Regions from separate parts of the Mus musculus genome. Here all the other regions are linked to region 3. Evidence: chromatin contacts called from public promoter capture Hi-C data. All regions are on one chromosome and are shown on one strand. The core of a region is the stretch at or near the end of the contact, and the rest is flanking DNA. Distances in the headings are between cores, read along the strand shown. Region 1 overlaps Tox2 (TOX high mobility group box family member 2). Region 2 overlaps Tox2 (TOX high mobility group box family member 2). Region 3 holds the start of Gtsf1l (gametocyte specific factor 1-like).

What was found. Promoter capture Hi-C pulls out the DNA fragments that hold promoters and counts their contacts.
Region 1: a promoter capture Hi-C map of Sertoli cells shows a contact between it and region 3, with 4 times the contacts expected there. The contact joins the enhancer-like site here to the promoter of Gtsf1l in region 3. A contact is called at or near these places in 14 of 39 promoter capture datasets (the 3T3-L1 cell line, the C10 cell line, the HPC-7 cell line and 7 more), 4 of 115 datasets of contacts at active chromatin or transcription factors (the SCID.adh cell line, embryonic basal ganglia and embryonic stem cells) and 4 of 9 other capture datasets (adipose tissue, liver, macrophages and 1 more).
Region 2: a promoter capture Hi-C map of liver shows a contact between it and region 3, with 5 times the contacts expected there. The contact joins the enhancer-like site here to the promoter of Gtsf1l in region 3. A contact is called at or near these places in 19 of 39 promoter capture datasets (the 3T3-L1 cell line, the C10 cell line, the HPC-7 cell line and 12 more), 7 of 15 datasets of contacts at CTCF or cohesin (CD8 T cells, embryonic stem cells, hippocampal excitatory neurons and 4 more), 107 of 484 Hi-C or Micro-C datasets (the AML12 cell line, the C2C12 cell line, CD4 T cells and 70 more), 17 of 115 datasets of contacts at active chromatin or transcription factors (CD8 T cells, acute myeloid leukemia, bone marrow-derived dendritic cells and 8 more) and 4 of 9 other capture datasets (adipose tissue, liver, macrophages and 1 more).

Annotation. Positions count from the first base shown.
Region 1 is chr2:163,247,316-163,250,831 of GRCm38.p6, forward strand. Tox2 (TOX high mobility group box family member 2) reads left to right here. Exons shown (of 9, transcript NM_001372575.1): 2 at 452-517. Among named protein-coding and RNA genes, the nearest start is that of Tox2, 46 kb to the left of the region's middle. Within about 2 kb of position 1,581, at least 10 of the 459 cell types and tissues checked have an H3K27ac peak or open chromatin away from gene starts, as enhancers often do. A contact at or near this core is called in the SCID.adh cell line and Sertoli cells, where this site is marked.
Region 2 is chr2:163,308,249-163,312,283 of GRCm38.p6, forward strand. All of the region lies in intron 3 of Tox2 (TOX high mobility group box family member 2), which reads left to right. Among named protein-coding and RNA genes, the nearest start is that of Gm35750, 46 kb to the right of the region's middle. Within about 2 kb of position 2,138, at least 10 of the 459 cell types and tissues checked have an H3K27ac peak or open chromatin away from gene starts, as enhancers often do. A contact at or near this core is called in cerebral cortex, cortical neurons and liver, where this site is marked.
Region 3 is chr2:163,088,320-163,092,051 of GRCm38.p6, forward strand. It overlaps Gtsf1l (gametocyte specific factor 1-like), which reads right to left and starts at 1,282. Exons shown (of 2, transcript NM_026630.2): 1 at 1,220-1,282.

The DNA.
Region 1 (3,516 bases), core at 331-2,830, 160 kb after region 3:
AGACAAAGCCACTTAGGCGAGGAAGGTTGTAGAGGGCTTCTCTGAGGCAGGCTGTCGTTGATCCAAGGCAATGGACTTCAAGGTCTTTCCCTGGCATGCAGGGGTCCAGTTCTAGCTGATTGCCTCGGTCACTTTGCATAGAAGAGTCATTTGTATACTTGCAGGGGTGGGCAGCTCAGTGCCTGTCAAGGTGGCCTGCTGTGACAGCCAACAAAGTGCCAACAGCGGAAGACACTGCCTGTCTTTGTCCTGTGTGTGATTGATGGTCCTGATCTGGGCTTTCAAGGGCCATGGAACAGGGGCCACTGGCCCTGCTGGGTTGCAGCTGTAGGCATCCTGAGCTCCAGTCTCCTTTACCTCAGCACAGTCTCCTAACCTCTTTGGGCTACTACAGGTCCCGGTTCCCTCCAGGAACACTGTAATGAGAACTACTTCTCTCTCTTTGTTCTAGTTTGATGGTGACAGTGCCTACGTGGGGATGAGTGACGGAAATCCAGAGCTCCTGTCAACCAGCCAGGTGAGTGCCTGTCTCCACCCCCTAGGGGGTCTGAGCCTTGGGTTGGTGGAGCCAAGATGCTGCTGGTGTTGAGGTAAGAGGCCTGCAGTTGTTGGAGTCATAGGACATGGCTTGGTACAGTCAAACCAGGGCTACAGTGCTAGCTGTCTTTGGCTACTGTTGACTTACAGTGGGCACCACTGAGAACTTGACACTCTAAGTCTGTTACCCTACATTCCCTGTGCAAGGGACAGGTTTCACAACAGTGAGTTCAGGTGTCCCATGGTCTCGGCCACTGCCTTCCTCCTGCACAGCACTTGTGGGGGGACCTGGAGAGAGTGTCTACATACAGGTGAGGAGATTCTAACCCTCACACAGAATCAGTTATCTGAGGCCACTGAGGAGGCAGAGGGCAGTTTTCCCGGAAGGTCCTCTTCAGTGATCCAGACCTCTGGGGCCATAGATGGAATCAGATTTTCCAACAGCAAAGAGAAAGCTAACATTTCACTACAGCAAGTTAAGCATCCTCGCGACAGACTGTGGCCAGGAAAGGGATCCTTACTGTATGTAGACTGTGACAACAGAGAGAATGGCACCCTAAGGCAGGAGAGCCTGCAGGATGGCAACAACTAAAGATGCTGAATGGGACCACGGAGTTTCCCAGCTGCTGGGAACCTTGAGGAGCTAGAGGACAAGCCTGGCCCTGCTCTTGATTCTGCCTTGTGTCTTGGCAACTGGAGTTGGCTGCCTCCGGCCCCCAGCCATCGTGATTGGTTCATATCTTCTGGCTGGGGAAAGCAAGCCTATTAATGCATGGGTGTAGGCAATGTACCTTATTCTGTGACAGGTCCAAGTGGCCATAAATGAGTAGGATGTGGGCCTGTGGCCCGTGGAGAACTCTGCTAGTGAGGAAGATAGTGCAGTCCAAGTGGCAAGGATGCTGATCGTGGGGTGCCACACCCCACTCATTCTCTGGCCTGCCTCATGTGAGCGATATCCTGCCGTCGCAGAGCTGCCTTTGTGTTGCTATATCATGTGCCAGCCTGCAGGAATGGTGAGCGAGACTCCAAGGCCTGGGCGTGTCCCAGTGACAATGCTTGGTTGTCCAGATTCAGCTTGTCATCCCAAGGGCTCAGAGCTTACTCTGAGCCTCTTTGAGTCCAAGTCCAAGTCCAAGGCCACACTGGACTTGGGAGCAGGCTGCACTCTGAAGTCAAAACCAACCTCTCACTTCCTTAGACAGCTGTTTGTGGCTTCCAGTTCTGACGAGGGGCTAGGGTTGTCTCTCGTGGCACCAGTTGGTTTTAATTTCTGGCTCTTTTCACTGTCTGCGGTCATCTGCCACACTTGTGATGACTTAGATGGTGGCTGACCTCCACACAAGACCGTGACCTCCGTGGCATGCTGATTGTGAACCATACCCTCCACAGAGTTGTGGGTGTGACCCAGAAAGCACTCCGGGAACACTGGTGTCATGTGTCAACGTGGCCTCCTTATTTATCCTTTGAACCTCACCTTCCCTAACAGGAGAGCAGGGTAGTTAAGGACTTCTCATGAATTCTTCTAGGTCTTTTTGCTGTCACCAGAGGGTCTGCCTAACTTAAAAGAGACATTAGGAGCTGGGTGTAGTGATATTCACCTGAGCTCCCAGCACTTGGGAGGCTGAGGCAGGAAGATAGTTAAGTTTGAAACTAGTATTGGCTACCTAGTATATATACCTAGTATAGCAATATTCCATATAATAATAATAATAATAACAATGTATATACATAGTACAGCAATACTCCATATAACAATAGTAGTAATAATAATAATGTATATACCTAGTACAGCAATACTCCATATAATAATAGTAATAATAATAATAATAATAATAATGTATATACCTAGTACAGCAATAATCCATATAATAACAACAACAACAACAATAATAATACTGTGAGAATAAGTCTAGCCAGTTGCATAAGCCAAATTTAATATCAGCAACTTAACAAATGTAGCCGTGAAAACTTCTCATAGTGTATCTTTTCTTTTTTACTGCAAAATAAGGACCTCACAATACAGTGGCTAAAAACTACAAGTGTGTAGATCGTTTCGGGTTGTATTAGTTGGCTCCCCCCATATCCCTCTCCTCCCAACTCCTCCCCGAAACCCCAAGCCCCTGCCCTCCCCCATCACTGGCTAGCCTGAGGCTATAAACATGGCAGGGACAGGTTCCCAGAGCAGCAAGTCCAGAAGCTGTCCTCCACCCTCTTGAGGCCCAGACATGGAACTGGTCTGTCACCACTCCCAGCTCCTTCTGATGTCCAAAGCCAGGCACAGGACAAGTATAGATTCAAGCAATGGGAACAAGATGTCAGCTCTTGGAAAGGGGGACTGTAAAATACTGCAGCCCTTTTGCAAATGGCTGTGTGGGAAGCAGAGAATCTGAAGCTTATGCTGACCTTGTTAATGAATTAACTCAGCCTCCTCAGGATGCTGGGCCTCTGGTCTGTCTTTAATGGCAAGGGATGGCCAGGAATTTCCCTCTCTTTTCTCTGGAGCCTGTATTTGAACACACTCACATGTGCACGCGTGAACACACACACACACTTTCTTTCACAAGGTGTTGTCTTATCAGCTGTAGGAATTGTACTGCCCCAGTTAATGTAGAACCCATGTGAGCATGAGAAAATGAAGGTCTCAGAAACTAGAAGATGTGATATATCTTGTAAGTATGTTTACATCCCAGGTTCAGCCAAACAGCAAGGTTCACTGGGCACCTTGTGATTCAGAGACCCTGGATCTGAGCCGGAAGCCATTTCTAGCAAGCACGAGCTTCTAATATGTTCCAAGCAGCAGTCTTAGGACGCGGCCTAATAGCCATCAGTTCTCTCCTGGCTGAGAGCAGACCCACAGCTCTAGGGATCTGTATGTCCCAGAGCTATAGGGATCTGTACATCCAGGCTGTGTGATCTGGGAAGAAGGCTAGAGCTCTCTCAGACCTGGACTCTGTTCCTAGCGCTTCTGTGCCCAATATG
Region 2 (4,035 bases), core at 888-3,387, 220 kb after region 3:
CCACATGCACAGGATGGTATATGCATGTACACACAGCCTACCTAAACACAACAATAAGAAAACTGCTACAAGAAAAATTTATTTATTTTACCCCGATACAATCTTAAATGATTTCAAAAAAAAATGACCAGTTGCAATAACTCCTTCCCCCAACACACACACACAATTTACAAAGTTGCAGAATTAGAATAGCCTAGTCAGATTTAGGGGGTACACTCAGATGGAATCAGATAACCTCAGAGGGCACAGCAGAACAGCAAAGGGACGTTCGTTTGTCTTTGTCAACGTCTTTCACAATTTTCCCTGCAGTGGGCGTGTCCTCGTGTGTGGGAGAGGTAAGAATTGCTAGGTTCCAGGAGGTGTGTACTGTGGCGTGCTGGGAGCCAGGAGTTCATTTACTGAGGCCTGAAGGTCCTTGGTTTTGTTTTAGGTTTGGGTTTGTTTCTGAGAGAGTTTCTAGCGCAGGCTGCCCTTGAACTCTATATATGGCTGAGGATGACCTTGAACTTCTGATCCTCCTGCCACTGCCTCCCGAGTGCTGGGGTAACAGACAAGCACACGAAATTCAGTTTATAGGTGCTGGGGATTGAACCCAGGGCTTTGTGCCACATCCCATCCTTCCTAAGAGCTGAACTCGGCTGCTGTCCACACCCACTAGTCCATACCCAAGTGGCCTGGCTGACTTATGGACGGTGTTCTGCCTCACAGTGATAAGACTTAGAATGTTTCCAACGTAGGGCATTTACAAGATGATGATGATGAGGAGGAGAATGATGATGATGATGGTGATAAATTTAGGTACCTTTAATATCAGCAAGATAATGATTCACAAAATCAGGAATACGGGGTTGAAGAATTCCGCCACAAGTAGCTGAGAAGAAAGCTATAAGATGCCTTAACAAGCTACAGCCAGTTTGCACTAGAGGAAATCATGCCAATTTCTCGTTTAAAACTTAAAAGCTAGGAATGGTAGTGCACACCTATAATTCAAGAGGCTGAGGAGTGATGACAGAGAGTTTAAAGTCACCTGGACTGTATGGTAAGACCCTGCCTAAAAGAAGAACAAACAAACAGAAATCCACAAAGAAGAAATGGCGTGTATATATTGTAGGTAGACAGCGGGAGCTGCTTAGGGACTTAAAACTTGCCACACAGTTAAGGAAGCTGGCTTGCTGAGCCTGTATGTCGGGTTTGTGACTGATGTGCTAACGCAGATCCCAATGTATTGAGAAGAGCGTTGGGGACCAGCATTCGCCCATACGCTGTTTGCATGATGCGCATCTGAAACCGTGTGGGATGAGAACAAAACCGTATGGAAACCATGACAACGGCTGATAGAAAAGGATGGAAGGCAGAGACAGTCACCGGAGCCAAGATGCTTTCTTGAATAAGATGCAGCTGTCATGAAGACAGGGCATTCTGGGATGTCTAAGCACTGAGCGACTTCACATGGCGTACCTGAAGCAAACCCGTTCACGCCAAATGCCCCGAAGAACTGATGGAGAACTGATAGAAACACGGGGCGGATGGAGGGCTTTAGCTCAGTTTTCTCTGTCTCACAGCTGATGTCAAAACAGGACATTCAATAGACACGGAGGTTTTTTTTTTTTATATGTAGCACAGTGAATATTATTTCAATTAGTTTTTTTTTTCCAGTGCTAGGAATCAAACCCAGAGCATCATGCATGCAGGGCAAGCTCTCTACCCTGAGCTACTCTCTCACCCCCCAAGCCCACATTATTTTAGTTTTACATGAAAAAAAAAATTGTTTTTTGCAAGATGTGTTTTCTGTCCTAAGTGAAGCCTTGACATGTCCCAAAAATGAAACTGGAGGATTCATGTTCCCCGACAGCAATAACAATAGGACACAGTCCATTAAAACACTCTTCCCTGAGAGTAAAAGACAAACTCCAGTCTTCATCTTTGAGGAACATGGCCAGGGCATAGCTGAGCTTTTCCTCAAGGAAAGCATCCCCGTGGAGATCAGAGCTGCTCAACCTGAACACACACAAGGCTTTGCTTTGGGGGCAAGGATGGAGGGCAGCCAGCCCACGTACTGTAGAGTTGAACAGCTTCCTCTGCCAGTACCTCCAGGAGACAGGAGCATGCCCCCAGTGGTGAGATGGAAACTGTCTGTGTAGACACCCTCAGATGCTCCCTCCTGGTGAAGTGGCTCCCGCCTGAACCCTTGACCTAGATCTAGATGGTACCAAAGAAGGCAAACACGAGATAAATTGCTTAATTTGAAAACGCTGTATCAAAAATATCCCGTGACGCATGAAGTGACTGTTACGGGACAGGAGGTCAGGGTGCAGGAAGGATCGGGGAAGCTGCTGAACTGAATTTTTAATGAAGGACTGCTTCTTCTGATGCCCACAGGCACTGAACACGCATGGTGTACAGACATACATGAAGGTAGTATATCCGTACACATAAAGTTCTACAAATCTCAAAATAGTAACAGCAAACATAGGGGGTCTGGAGAGCTGGCTCGGCAGATAAAAGGCCCTCCCCTTCAAAGGTTGACCTCTGACCTCCATAGGTAAACATATACACCTACAAACACATACGTACATACATACAAAGATGGTGTTTTAATCATGGCTTTATTGTGGAAAACAGATTTAACATTTTCCCACCATCTTCCTGGGCGTTTAGTATATCTTTGTATTCCCGTTTTTTTGTTGTTTTTTGGGGTTATTTTTTAGAATGTTTGATTTTTTTTTTAATTGATATTTGAGTTGCTAAAGTGTTTCATAAGAGGTTGTTTAGTGAATTTTGGCTTGGGGTTAGGACAGGATTTCCAACCCCATCTGAGATGGCGCTAAGCAGACTTCTGCCAGTCTGAGCTCTGTACTGATGCCAAGCAGAGTTTCAGCATCAATGATTATGGAACTCAAAATATCGATCAACTCTGAGAAATGTTAAAGATGTTCTCCATCCCGCATTCCAGACTTTAGCCAAGATTTAATTCTTCATGCAAACGTAATTAAGCATACCCACTTCATTAGCATGCGCATTTGCCTGCGTCTTACTGTGTACCAAAGACTTGTTTTCCAATAACTTCCCCAAAGGTTTCTCAGCAGTAAGTGTTTGATTTGCGTGCTTATTTTATTCTGCTGTATACCCCGAGCCACGTAAACGTTTCTTGGATGGTAAAAGGGTCACAAGTTTTAAAGCCCTGACGAGTGAAGCTCATCTGAGGTTAGAGAGCCAAAATGGAGAAGGTTATCTGAAGAATACGACCAATGTTAGTCAGTAACCGGTACCTGCTGCATCAACCAGATGCAGCCACAACCCAGAAAGTACATTTGGGAGGACTTTGCTACAGGTAAAGATCTGATGATATCTGGGTTCCAAAGAAAGCTTTAACAGAGTCTCAGAAGTACAAACGGCACACGGTACAGACAGTCACCGTTTCTGTGACTCAAAATTCAAGATGAAGCAAAGAGAAGCAAAATTAGCCGCTTAGAAATCTCTGGAGTCCTCTTTAAAACTCTTTTTGTCAATGAAAAAAAATTAAAGAATTTTAATTCTTTAAATACAAAAGAGATCAATAACTAAAGTCTTACAGAATATTCTTTGGGGCTGCAGAGATAGCTCCACCGTAAGAGGACCTTTGTGCAGCTCCCAGCTCTCTCTCACATGGTGGCTCACGACCATCCAGGACTCCAGTCCCAGGGAATCCGATGCCTTCTTCTAGCCTCTGAGGGCACCAGGCACACAAGTGGTACACAGCCATGTGTGCAGGCAAAATACCCATACACATAAATTTAAAAATCAAAATTCTTACAAGGTAAACATCTATGAGAAACACCCGGGAAATGTTTAGCATTAAAATATTATTTTTAATTGTGGGGGAGTGTATGTGGAGGCACCCATGCATCATGAGTGGCGGGGGGGTCAGAGGTCAGCAGCAGAGTCTCTTTTGCTCTCATCGTTTTTCTTTGTCCATTTGTGTGTGTGGGTGGGTGCTCATGAGTGCACATGTGAGGGGGGAAGGGGTGGTGTGCACGAACTCACACACACGTTTAT
Region 3 (3,732 bases), core at 32-2,531:
GGATTATAGACGCGGGTCTCCGTATCTAGTTTAGATGGTGCTGGGGACAAAGTCCAGGGCCTCATGCATTTGTGGCAAGTTATCTGTCAACTAGGCTATATCCTCTTCTTCTCTCCCCCCCCCCTCCCCTGTAGCTCTGGTTGTCCTGGAACTCACTCTGTAGACCAGGCTGGCCTCGAACTCAGAAATCTGCCCGCCTCTGCCTCCCAAGTACTGGGTTCAAAGGCGTGCGCCACCACTGCCCGGCATACTTATTTATTATGATAAATCTTTGGGCTGGAGTGAAGCAGGGCCAGAGCGACTGGGGCCAAGCAAAGCAAGCAATCTTCGTTCCTAGAAACCACATGATGGCTCACAACCATCAGTACAGCTACAGTGTACTCACATGCATAAAATAAATAAATCTTAAAAAAAAAATCCTCATGCTGCAGTCCACACGTGCTACAGTTTCCAAGCACGCAGCATGCTGGGTATCATTCCTTATTTTAAGTACACAGTGTTAAAGAAATATTTCCACCCCTTCCTCAGCCTCTACATTTTCCAGTTGCGTAGTAATTACAAATTGAAGTATCCATTTGTAATTACTAATTGGCTTTTTATTTTGTGTATGAGTGTTTTTCCTGCATGGGTGCAAGTGCGCTCTGTGTGTGTGTGTGTGTGTGTGTGTGTGTGTGTGTGTGTGTGTGTAGAGGCTGGAAGAGGGCTCTGGATCTGCTGGAACTGGAGTTGTTGATAGCTGTAGGCCACCATGCAGGTGCTGGGAACTGAACTTGGGTCATCGGCCAGAAGAGCAAGTACTCTTAGCCACTGAGACCTTTCTCTGGTCCTCGGTTTACCAGAATTTCAAGTTACTATTTTATCCTTTCTGGATCAGGTGAAGCTTTCTTTTAATCCACCCTCCCTCCCTCTCTTCCCTTTAGTGCTGGAGACCGAACCCGAGCTCTTACACTTGCCAGACTCTACTACCCAGCTAAATCCTCAAATCTCTGCATTTTAAACCTGGTTTTATTACTATTATTTATGAAGCTGAGTCAGGATTTTATAAAGACATTTTGGAAGACTGTAGTACAACTAACGTAAGCTTATCCCCAACTAACTCACACATAAATGAGACTTAGAATATGGTTATTTTATTCGGCTTTGACAATTACTGGGGGTCACCCCTAATCTGCTTTTCTGCTGGCCTGGCTACCTCCCCAGCGGGGGGTTCCCCAGATACCTGCTGTTTCTCCTGGGTCCCCTCCTCTCATGGCGCCTTCTCTCTCTCCCCTCATGGTCTCTCTTCTCTCCCTCTCAAGTCTCCACCCTCAGCCAGGTAACTCAAAATCCACCTACCTATAATCTCTCCAGTAATTGGCTGTAGCCATTTTTACTTAGCCAATAGTTTTAAGGAACAAGGTTTGCACAACAAAAGCTGGTAACCAGGAGAACTCACTCACTCATAGGCCTGGACCTTCGGGTTCAGAATTTAACTTTGTGATACACAGCAACAGATCAAACCTCAACAGAGGGCTGGAGAGATTACTCAGTAGTTAAGAGCACTTGCTGGTCTTTCAGAGGATGGTGGTTCGGATCCAACCCTCATGATAGCTCACAATTGTCTATTACACCAGTTCTAGGGAAGCTTGGTGCCCTCTTCTGGCCTCCGTGGCCTCCTGCATGCATGTGTGCTTCTCAAAGGAGTCAGAAAACAAGGACTTCCATAAATAAGGATGGAATGGGCTGCTGAAGGAAGAGTTTCTTAACCTTGTTTTTTTTTGTTTGTTTGTTGGATTGTTTTGTTTGTTTGTTTGTTTGTTTTGTTTTGTTTTGTTTTTTTGAGACAAGGTTTCTCTGTGTAGCCCTGGCTGTCCTGGAACTCACTCTGTAGACCAGGCTGGAGATCCCCCTGCCTCTGCCTCCCGAGTGTGGGATTAAAGGCGTGCGCCACCACTGCCCGGCTGAAGAGAGAGTTTCTTAACTCTGACTCAAGGGCCTTCTGGACCTCCCCGCTCTTGTCATTTTGTGTCGTTGAGATTTCTTTCCCTTTCTACTCTGTGCCTCTCCTTGACTCTAGGTTCTGCCCCTGCCTCTTTGCCCTTCTGGCTTATCTTGCTTCTTACACCCGCTTGGGGAATCACTGTCCTTCCGATTCAAATTCAACCTCCTGACTTCCTCTTGATAGACTGGTCAGCCTCCGCTTGTCCCATAACATCCTTGTTTCACCTCTTTTGACCTTAGAGATTTATTTGATTCATGTGTGTCTCCGTGTAAGTGTATGCTGTGTTATCTGTGGCACCCTCAGAGGCCAGAAGAAGGTGTTACAGGAGGTTGCAACAACCCGAAGTGACTTCTCTGGATGAGCCCCAAGTTCTCTTAACTGCTGACCCCCTTCTCTAGCACCTACTTTTATTTATTTATTGAGTTATTTTATTGTTTTGTTTATGAGTGTTTTGCTTTGCTTGCGTGTATGTAGGTGGTCCAAGTGTGCTCTCAGAGGTCAGAGATGGTGTTGGATCTTGTAGGACTGGAGTTACAGATAGTTGTGATGCTCCATGTGGGTGCTGGGAATCGAACCGGGGTCCTCTTGAAGAACAACAAATGCTCTAACCATTGAGCTTCCAGCAACTTCCTCTCCCTGATTCCTGAATAGTGTTTTTGCTGTGTTACTTCCTCTTATCCCTTGAGCTAAATCCAGTTTTTAATCATTCTACATGGAGTTGAGGGTCCAGCTCAGGCACTCACAATTTTGCATGTGTGTGTGTGCGTGCACATGTATGCTCGCACACACATATGGAGTCGGATGACTATTGCAGGCATTACCTACACTTTTCATCTCCTTGAGGAAGGGTCTTTCACTGACCAGGAGGGCACTCACTGGTTAGCCTGGGTTGGCTGGCCAGCACGTCTCCACCTCCCATCTCTGGGATAATAAGCAGGCACTACTATGTCCCGTGGCTTTTTCACCTGGATTCCAGGGACTGAGCTTGGCTCCTCTGGCTTCTGGGGCCAGAGCTTCACTGATGAGCTATATCTCCAAGCCTTTCCTTAACCTGTTAGAAGGTAGTCTACTTCATTTTCTGTCTGTCTTACAAAATTTTATTGTTGGTTTTTCCACAGTCTAATCTTTTTATTTGGGTATTTCTCTTTCTTCTGTTATTTATTTTATTTTATTTTATTTTTGTGCATTTGCCACTGAGACTCAGACCCACTGCCATGCATAAGCTAGGCAAGCACTCTGCCATACAAGTTATGGCTTCAAATGTTTTTCATTTTTGAGTCTGAGACAGAGTTTTGCTAAAACCTCCAGGCTGGATTTGAACTTGCTTCTGGCTCAGCCTCATTAGCAGGCCCGGCTCGGTAGTGATTTCTCTCTCATTCTCTTTCTGTTTTTGGAACACATGAGTTTTCTCACAAGGTCCCAGGAATCTCACACAGCTTTATTCATGAACCACTCATGTGCCCCTCCCAGGTGTAAGACCAGGAGTGGATTTCGCTTTAGATTACCCATCACCTTACCCTATTGTTCAGAATAATGTTTTCTAGCACGCACAACGTGCAGAGCTTGTGCTAATTTGACCTTGCCCTTGTGACTCTATAAGTCTGCACTCATATGACCTTGCTTACCTTAAAAGAATACCCTCAGAATATGAATTGTCGGACTTGGCTATTGCCTCAGATCAGCTCTCCCATGCTCACGCTGCCAATAGACTGGTAACACCCTGTACTTACGTATTCAGCTTCTTGAACCTG